Linked DNA regions of Gossypium hirsutum: region 2 is linked to region 1. A link is a contact called in public Hi-C data. All regions are on one chromosome and are shown on one strand. The core of a region is the stretch at or near the end of the contact, and the rest is flanking DNA. Distances in the headings are between cores, read along the strand shown. Region 1 has its middle 6.8 kb from the start of LOC107962867. Region 2 holds the start of LOC107939997 (bromodomain-containing protein 7).

Region 1 (3,624 bases), core at 1,014-3,513:
AATATGGTCATAACAGATCAATATAGTGGCAATTAATATGCTTATAACAAATTAGTGCACTAGCAAAAGACATAATTATCATGTGTTCGGATAACGATATCATGCAGTATGCTGAACATAGAATTAGTAATACCTATGCAATACACATATATTACTCAAATATCATGTGTATACAATAATAATTCGGTCAATTAGAACATGATTCCAATATTCATATTCTCAAAGGTTGAATTGAAGAAATAAAACTCTAAAAATAGTTTGAGGGCTATTCTGAGACTAAACTAATGAAATCATAAAATTTTAGGCAAAACTGTAAAATCTTAAAAACAAGGGTCACACAGCCGTGTGGCCAAGTTGTTTGAAATGCTATAGACCGTGTGGAAGGTTACACAACCATGTAGTAGACTAAGGTTGTGTGGCATTTGCAAAATTAACTTACAGAAGGGACACGGCCGTATGGCATGTCGTGTGGAGAATTCTTGGCCGTATGAGATTCAAACTAACCTAGGATTCCAACGATACATGATCCCCTATTTTTTAAGTATTATAAATTTTACATATTAAAGGAAAAATTATTAAACAATTTATATACATCATTGCTAGATATTGTGTTGCAATTAATATTTCTAAATTAATTCATTAGAAAATTAAAATAAAAATTATACCAATATGTATGAGTTAAAAAAATTGTCTATATAATAGTAAAATTTTTTTCTCACTTTTAATTTTTTTGCATAAAATAAAATACATTTCTATTATAATAAAAATGATTATTATTTTTTAATTGATTTTTACATTTACAAAAGGCTTTTCGACTTAATTCATTGGAAGTTATTTAAAAAAACAATAAATTTTTTTTTTTGGTGCGAGGACAAAATAATAATAAACATTAATGTCAATAAATATCAGAATCAATTTTTGATGTTTATGTCGTTGCTCCCCAAATAAAGTGTTCCATTAGATGATGTCCACGTTGAATTGTAAGATACACTTGTTGTAGTAGCGAGCATATGTCAACCCGTAAAAGTTTTAACTTCCAGTGGACATTTCTGCGAGATATTACTGATTTGCTTTTGTTGTCAGTTGCAATGATTGTCCCATAACCAACTATAATATTTACCTGTTTAAGGAGATAATATAGATAAACCCTAAATTGTAGCTTATTCTTGATTGTTTTCCTTCCGAAAAATAGTCTAGATTTAAATCATTACAAAGAAATTTGAAAGATTTCAAATGATATTAATTTTTCAATAGATATTTTATTTATTGTTTAATGTTTATTTGATAAATTTAACTTTATTTTAGTTAATATTTTTTTGTAAGTTTTTAATTACATAATTTTGCGTTGTGTTTACAATTACTTATTATTTTAATATTTGTGATTGATTTAATTAGAATATAATTATATTCCATTTTCTAATATTTTGCTGATGAACGCAAACTTTTGAATATATATTCTTGTAGAAACTAAAAATCCATACATCCCTCTTACCAACTTTAAAATTTTAATTAGTATGATATATGATGGTTAGCGATTATTTGTTTATATCAAATTATAAAGTAAAATTTTATAAATTAAAATATGCTCTAAGTAAAATTTTCAAAACTAAATCAGTAGTCGAATCGGTTAGGCATCTAGTTCATATGATTCGATTGAATAAATATTAAAAAAGAAAGAAATATTTTAAAAATAAAAAACCAGCTCAATTTGCTTTGTAACTTGGTTCAATCGGCCTGTATTGATTTGTGGGTCAATTGATTTGATACTTCTCTTCGAACTGATACATTGATTGATTCAAATAAATATGAATTTAAGTCCATACATTTCGTACATTTGGAATTTAGTCATTTTATTTTTATTTTTAAGAAAATTTTCCTTTTACTTTTTAAATTTATTATTTTTAATTTATATGGAACCACGTAACATTTTAAATGAAAAATTAACAATATTAACTATTTGAACTAATTAATTATATTATAAAATATAGAAATAAAATTATGGTAGAAATTAAAGTTAAGAATCAAAACTTAAAATTTACCACTTTTATAAAATGTGAAAAAAAAAAAAAAGAAGAAGAGGAAAGAAGCATAGAAGGTGTGTGCTATGTGTCGGTATGAGGAAAATCCTTGACACCTTTGGTATAGATTAATTAATTTTGCTAGTATTAGAATGTAGTTAATAAATTAATTAATAATAAAGATGGAACTAGTCTAGTTAGACCGGGTCTTGGGTTGGCTAGTGGATACCCTCACCTACTCCAAACTACCAACCCAAGTATAGTTCCTTGTTTAAGTACTCGTATGAAATGGTAGGCCCTTGTTGATTACAACTCTCTAATTTTATATAAAAAAGTTATTTTAGTCTTTTATTTATTATTTATTATTTTTTAGACTTTGATTTTGTATTATATGATAAATTGTTTCAAAATAGATAAAAAAGTTAATGTTTGTTTATTAACCAGGAGTATACCATATTAGTAATTAATTAATTTTTTAAAATTTAAAAAGATTTTTATAATTTTTATACTTTTTTATAATTAAAATACTTTTGAAATTTTAAAAAATAATTAATTATTGATGTAGTATCCACATGATAATCTACTTGTATGTCACATTAGTAAAATTAACAAATGTTAATATTTTTTTTCTATTTTAAAATGATTTAATAAACACTATAAGTTTAACAAGTAAAAAATAAAAATAAAAAATAAAAAAATTAAAATACCTTTTTATAAAATTGAATTGTGAAATAAATCATTCTAGGTATATATAATATATGTTTACGACTCATTGTTTCCCTCTATTTTTATCTTTACCTAATGCATTCTATTGTTAATTAATTGCATGCATTTTTCTTCCAAAAATAAATGGTTACTTGATTGCATTTAGTTTGCTTTATTAAGAAAAGAGGCACCCATTTTTGAGAAGGTAAAGAAAAACAGGTCACATCATCGTAATCATAGATGGATCATTGTTAATTGATTATATGCATTCAATTTGCTTATATTATATTTATTTATATATAATAGACTTAATAGTTAATACATTAGTTTGTATTTATATTTGACATCATTTTAATATGATATTTGTGTTTTTTTTTTTCTAATGTGATGTTTATATTTGCTAAAAAATATATATTTTAGTTTTTAAAAGTAATAGTGTTAACTTTTTAATATTTAATTCAAATTTTTGAGTTGATTTAATAAAAATTTATAATTTACTAATAATATTAGCAATCAACTTTCTTCAAATTAAAGAAAAACCATAGTCACCTTAGTGTATTTAACAAATTAAACACAAAATTTAAAAAATTCACAATTAATACTAATTTTATTCTATTAACACAATCATGAAAATTTAGACCTTATAATATTAGTGATTAATTCTCATCAAATTTCATCAAATCAACCTTAAAAAGTGAATTAAACACTAAAAGTTAATATCATTATTCGTGAGTATCAAAATGTATAACTTTGTCCAAGTATAGGTATCACATTGGACAAAAGAAAAACATAAGTGTCACATTAAGAGAAGTGTCAAACTTAGATGTCAAATGATATACAAAAACTATATAATATTTACAAAGAAAAAAAAATCCTATATGGAGAGTTTAGAAATTTTTTT
Region 2 (3,860 bases), core at 614-3,113, 170 kb before region 1:
GATGATCAATTCACGATTAGGTATATGGTCATAACAATTTTTCCAAATTTCGATATATTCAGACCAAAATAACGACCAATTCGTATTCGTTTGCCGTAAGTTGATTCTGTGCTGGTCATCGAGCACCTTAGGTTCCTCAGGAATCGGTTGTCGGAATTTAAATTGTCGTAACACTCTATCCATCTGGTGCATCTTGACAATAGCATAGTTGACCAATGGGACCTTAACATGCTAAATGTTCGGATTTTGAAATAATTCATTCGAAATTACTGCCCGTATTACCGGATCCTCATATGGTGTCCATTGAAACTATGTGAACGAGATAAAAATATTAGTTATATACATAATACTAAATACTAAATACTAAATACTAAAGATGAAACGACTATTTTATGAAACGACTATTTTATGTATATATATTTTATTTAATACTTACTTACGCTTTCGACCGTTGGTCTAATAGAAGCCGTATATCTTTAAGAGTGGTAGGTATTCCAACATAACTCGCCGGGTGGTTCCACCTAATTAAATAAATTTTCAGCATACAATTTTATTTTAAATCTATGGAATAATTGTAAAATCAAATAAAAATTTTACCTTGTTATGAGTGGGAATGTATATGGGTGGTTCACTCGAGGACGTAAGAATGGAAAGCGAAATTGAGCCCATGACTGTAGTAGTGATAGACAACCTCCAATTTTTGCTTTATTTGGTGGCGTCGCCCCGTACATCTCTCGGTACAATGTTGCCAACACAACAGACCCCTAACTAAGTTCGCCAGCTACTCTAAAATCGTAGACACCTCAAATATACAAGGTTTCGTGACAAGTCTGGAATCAGATAACCTCCAATCATCTCAAGGATGTATGCCCGAGCATATCGTATTCTTTCTAATTTAGTCGAATCATTCTCCAGATCTGGGAATGTGTCTCGTAACCAGCTCATCTCAATCCGACCTCCGTAAAAATTATCTGGAATCGCACCCAAAAGATCGTAGCATATGACTCCCCAGTCAGCAGATTGAATGGACCTGGTGAGTGCGGCCCCATCCACCGGCAATCCTAATTGTATTTGGACGTCCTCCAAAGTGATAGTACACTCTCCGCATGGAAGATGGAATGTATGCGTCTCTGGCATCCACCTCTCTATTAATGCGTTGATGAGTTTCGGGTCCAACTTGCACCTTTGGCCTATAATGGCCGCGTGCTAAAAACCCACTTCCCTCAAGTAATTTTCTATCAACGGTGATGGCTGACCAGACATGTTATGAATATAATATTGTAACACCCGATCTACAGGCTGTTATAAAAAATTATAAAATAAAAATTAATTAAAATTACATAAATGAAAAAATATTAAATAATATTCACAAATTAAAATAAACTGTTACCATTTTCATTTGTTCGACGGAGATATGTTTATAATCGAGACGAATTAATTCTCTGACTATTGCTAACACGATCAAATATTTTTGAAATTATAAAAAAAATACTAATTTAGGAAAAAATAAAAGTAAATAACTAGTTACAAAGAGCTTTGAGAAATTTAATAAGAAATTTGAGAGCTTTAGGGAGAAATTGTAGATAATTTTTGCTAAATTATTAAGAAATTTTGTGAGAAAATAATAAGAGAGGAGGGGGTTTTTATAATTTTTGTTTTACCGTTAGAACTCCCAACGGTCAAAAAAATTTAATCGTTGGGGTTGAAAATTTGCCAGCAAAGCGCGCCCCCAAGGGAGTGTTTTGCTGACGTGGCAAAAAACGCTCCCTTGGGGATGCGCTTTGCTGGCACTTTCTCCCTTAAACGCGGCCACGTAGGTGTGTTTTGCCAAAAATAGTCATTTTCGGTAATAATGTTGTAATCGGCTATTTTCATAAATTTACTTAGAAATAGGCCTTTTTAGGTGATTTAGTGAAAGATTAATATTATAAAAAAAGATTACAAATTTAATGTACATGCATGCAATACAGTCTAATAATAAAGACTCAAATTCGTGTCACGTGAGAGTGGGGCACATCCCATCCATTTCACGTGACTTTCCCTCCACGCCGGCATCCTATCCCAGCGATTCCACTCCCCTACTCCATCAAAGAAAAAAAAAATCAATATTTCCATTAAAAAATAACAAAAATAATAAAGGGCAAGAAAAAAAAAAGAATACAGTAATGAGATTGGAGGAGAGATAGCAGCAGAGACAATGAAGAGGAAGAAGGGAAGACCCTCCCTCTTAGAAATCCAGAAACGCTCTCTCAAACAACATCAACAGCAGCAAGCGCTTCAACAAAACCCCCCAAATGTCCTAAACACTATTTCTTCTACCAATTCCAGCCGTCGATCCGCTCGCCGGAACCCCAATCTCCACGGAGGCTCCCCAATTCCCGATTGGATTGCTGGAGGAGATGGTGATGATGATGATGATGACGATGACGAGCGCCAACAGAAGAAGCATAAGCTATTGCTCGGCCTCAATTCTTCTCGTAATCATCACCATTATCCGATTCCTTCGGCTCACAATTCGGCCTCCTGCGGTTCCGATTCGAACGCGGATGGTGGCGATCCCAAGGCATCCCTCAAGCGACGAAAAGTTACCACCCTCAGTCCAGGATCTGATCAAATGGTGATTAGTTATCCATGAATATATATAAAAAATCAAAATAGCTTTTTGTGGGTTTTTGGAAGTGATGTCTTTTGAAACAAAAACAGACAAAACAAGAACGAAAAAAAGAAAAGAAAAAGAGAGATTTTCCTATACTTTGTTTGGATATTTTTATTTATTTCCTTTTTGAAATTGAACTTTTGGATTTCGCGCGTGAATTGAATTCTTGTGATTGGATCGGAGATTATGGACATTGGACAGGTTTGACTAAGTCGTGAAATGTGCTTTTCTTTTTTCTTTTTTGGTTATTTGATATTTATCTTACTCTTTTTTTTTCTTTATTTTCGGAAAACCTGAATTTGTGTTGAAAATCTTCTTTATTTCCTAATTTTACAAATTTTATTCTTTATTATCTTGTATTTATCTGGCCTTTATTTATGTGCAGAATAAGATATGCACAGACCATCATGTCTGAAGACCCAAAAGCTTCAATTTGTCTTTTCTTTAATATTAAGAATAATTCGCTTATCAAAAACAAAAGAATAGTTCTACTTTTTTCCCCCTTTAATTTCTGCTCTCTTGTACTTAGCTTTGCTTTGTTGTAGCTTTTTAATGCTACTTTTCATCACCAATTCTTCAATGAACAAGGCAAACAATCTCCATCTGTAGTTTCTATTTGGGGTGTTAAATATGTTTGTCTTGTTTGCAGGGAGAAAAAGTATCCAAAACTACGCACACACTTCATGGTAAAAATCAATCCCGACTTTCATGAAAAGGCATTTATGGGAATTCTTAAATTTATGTTATTTTTATGTGGACAGGGTCACCGGTGGAGTTTGGCCCCACGACACCTTTGCCAGACAAAAAGTTGTTGCTGTTCATTCTTGACAGGCTTCAAAAGTATCTGTTATTTTCGGTTCTTCAATTATCCTTTTTCTTTTATCCTATTTTTTTATGAGATTTATCTACTACTTGCAGGAAGGACACTTACGGGGTTTTCTCTGAGCCAGTTGATCTCAAAGAGGTTCATTCTCTTTTTCGTTCTTGAATAAAATGTCGATTACTGAAAAGTGAAATCCCATTTCATGTGATCATGTTGGATTGATCTCAATACAGCTTCCTGATTACTGTGACATTGTCGCAAACCCAATGGACTTTTCGACGGTCAGGAAAAAACTTGATGGGGGAGCTTATACAACCTTGGAACAATTTGAGGTTTGTTTTGCTAGACTTCACTTTGCTAATATGGATAATGTTATCTATC

What was found. Hi-C and Micro-C count contacts between places; a contact is called where the count stands out from the background.
Region 2: a Hi-C map of leaf shows a contact between it and region 1, with 2.2 times the contacts expected there. The contact joins the promoter of LOC107939997 here to the enhancer-like site in region 1. A contact is called at or near these places in 11 of 34 Hi-C or Micro-C datasets (anther, callus, fibers and 3 more).

What each region holds. Positions count from the first base shown.
Region 1 is chrA02:33,417,285-33,420,908 of Gossypium_hirsutum_v2.1, reverse strand. No RefSeq gene overlaps it. Among protein-coding and RNA genes, the nearest start is that of LOC107962867, 6.8 kb to the right of the region's middle. Within about 2 kb of position 2,263, at least 3 of the 9 cell types and tissues checked have an H3K27ac peak or open chromatin away from gene starts, as enhancers often do. A contact at or near this core is called in hypocotyl and leaf, where this site is marked.
Region 2 is chrA02:33,591,034-33,594,893 of Gossypium_hirsutum_v2.1, reverse strand. LOC107939997 (bromodomain-containing protein 7) reads left to right here and starts at 1,863. Exons shown (of 10, transcript XM_016873409.2): 1 at 1,863-2,617; 2 at 3,306-3,342; 3 at 3,418-3,496; 4 at 3,575-3,620; 5 at 3,713-3,811. The coding sequence starts at 2,198.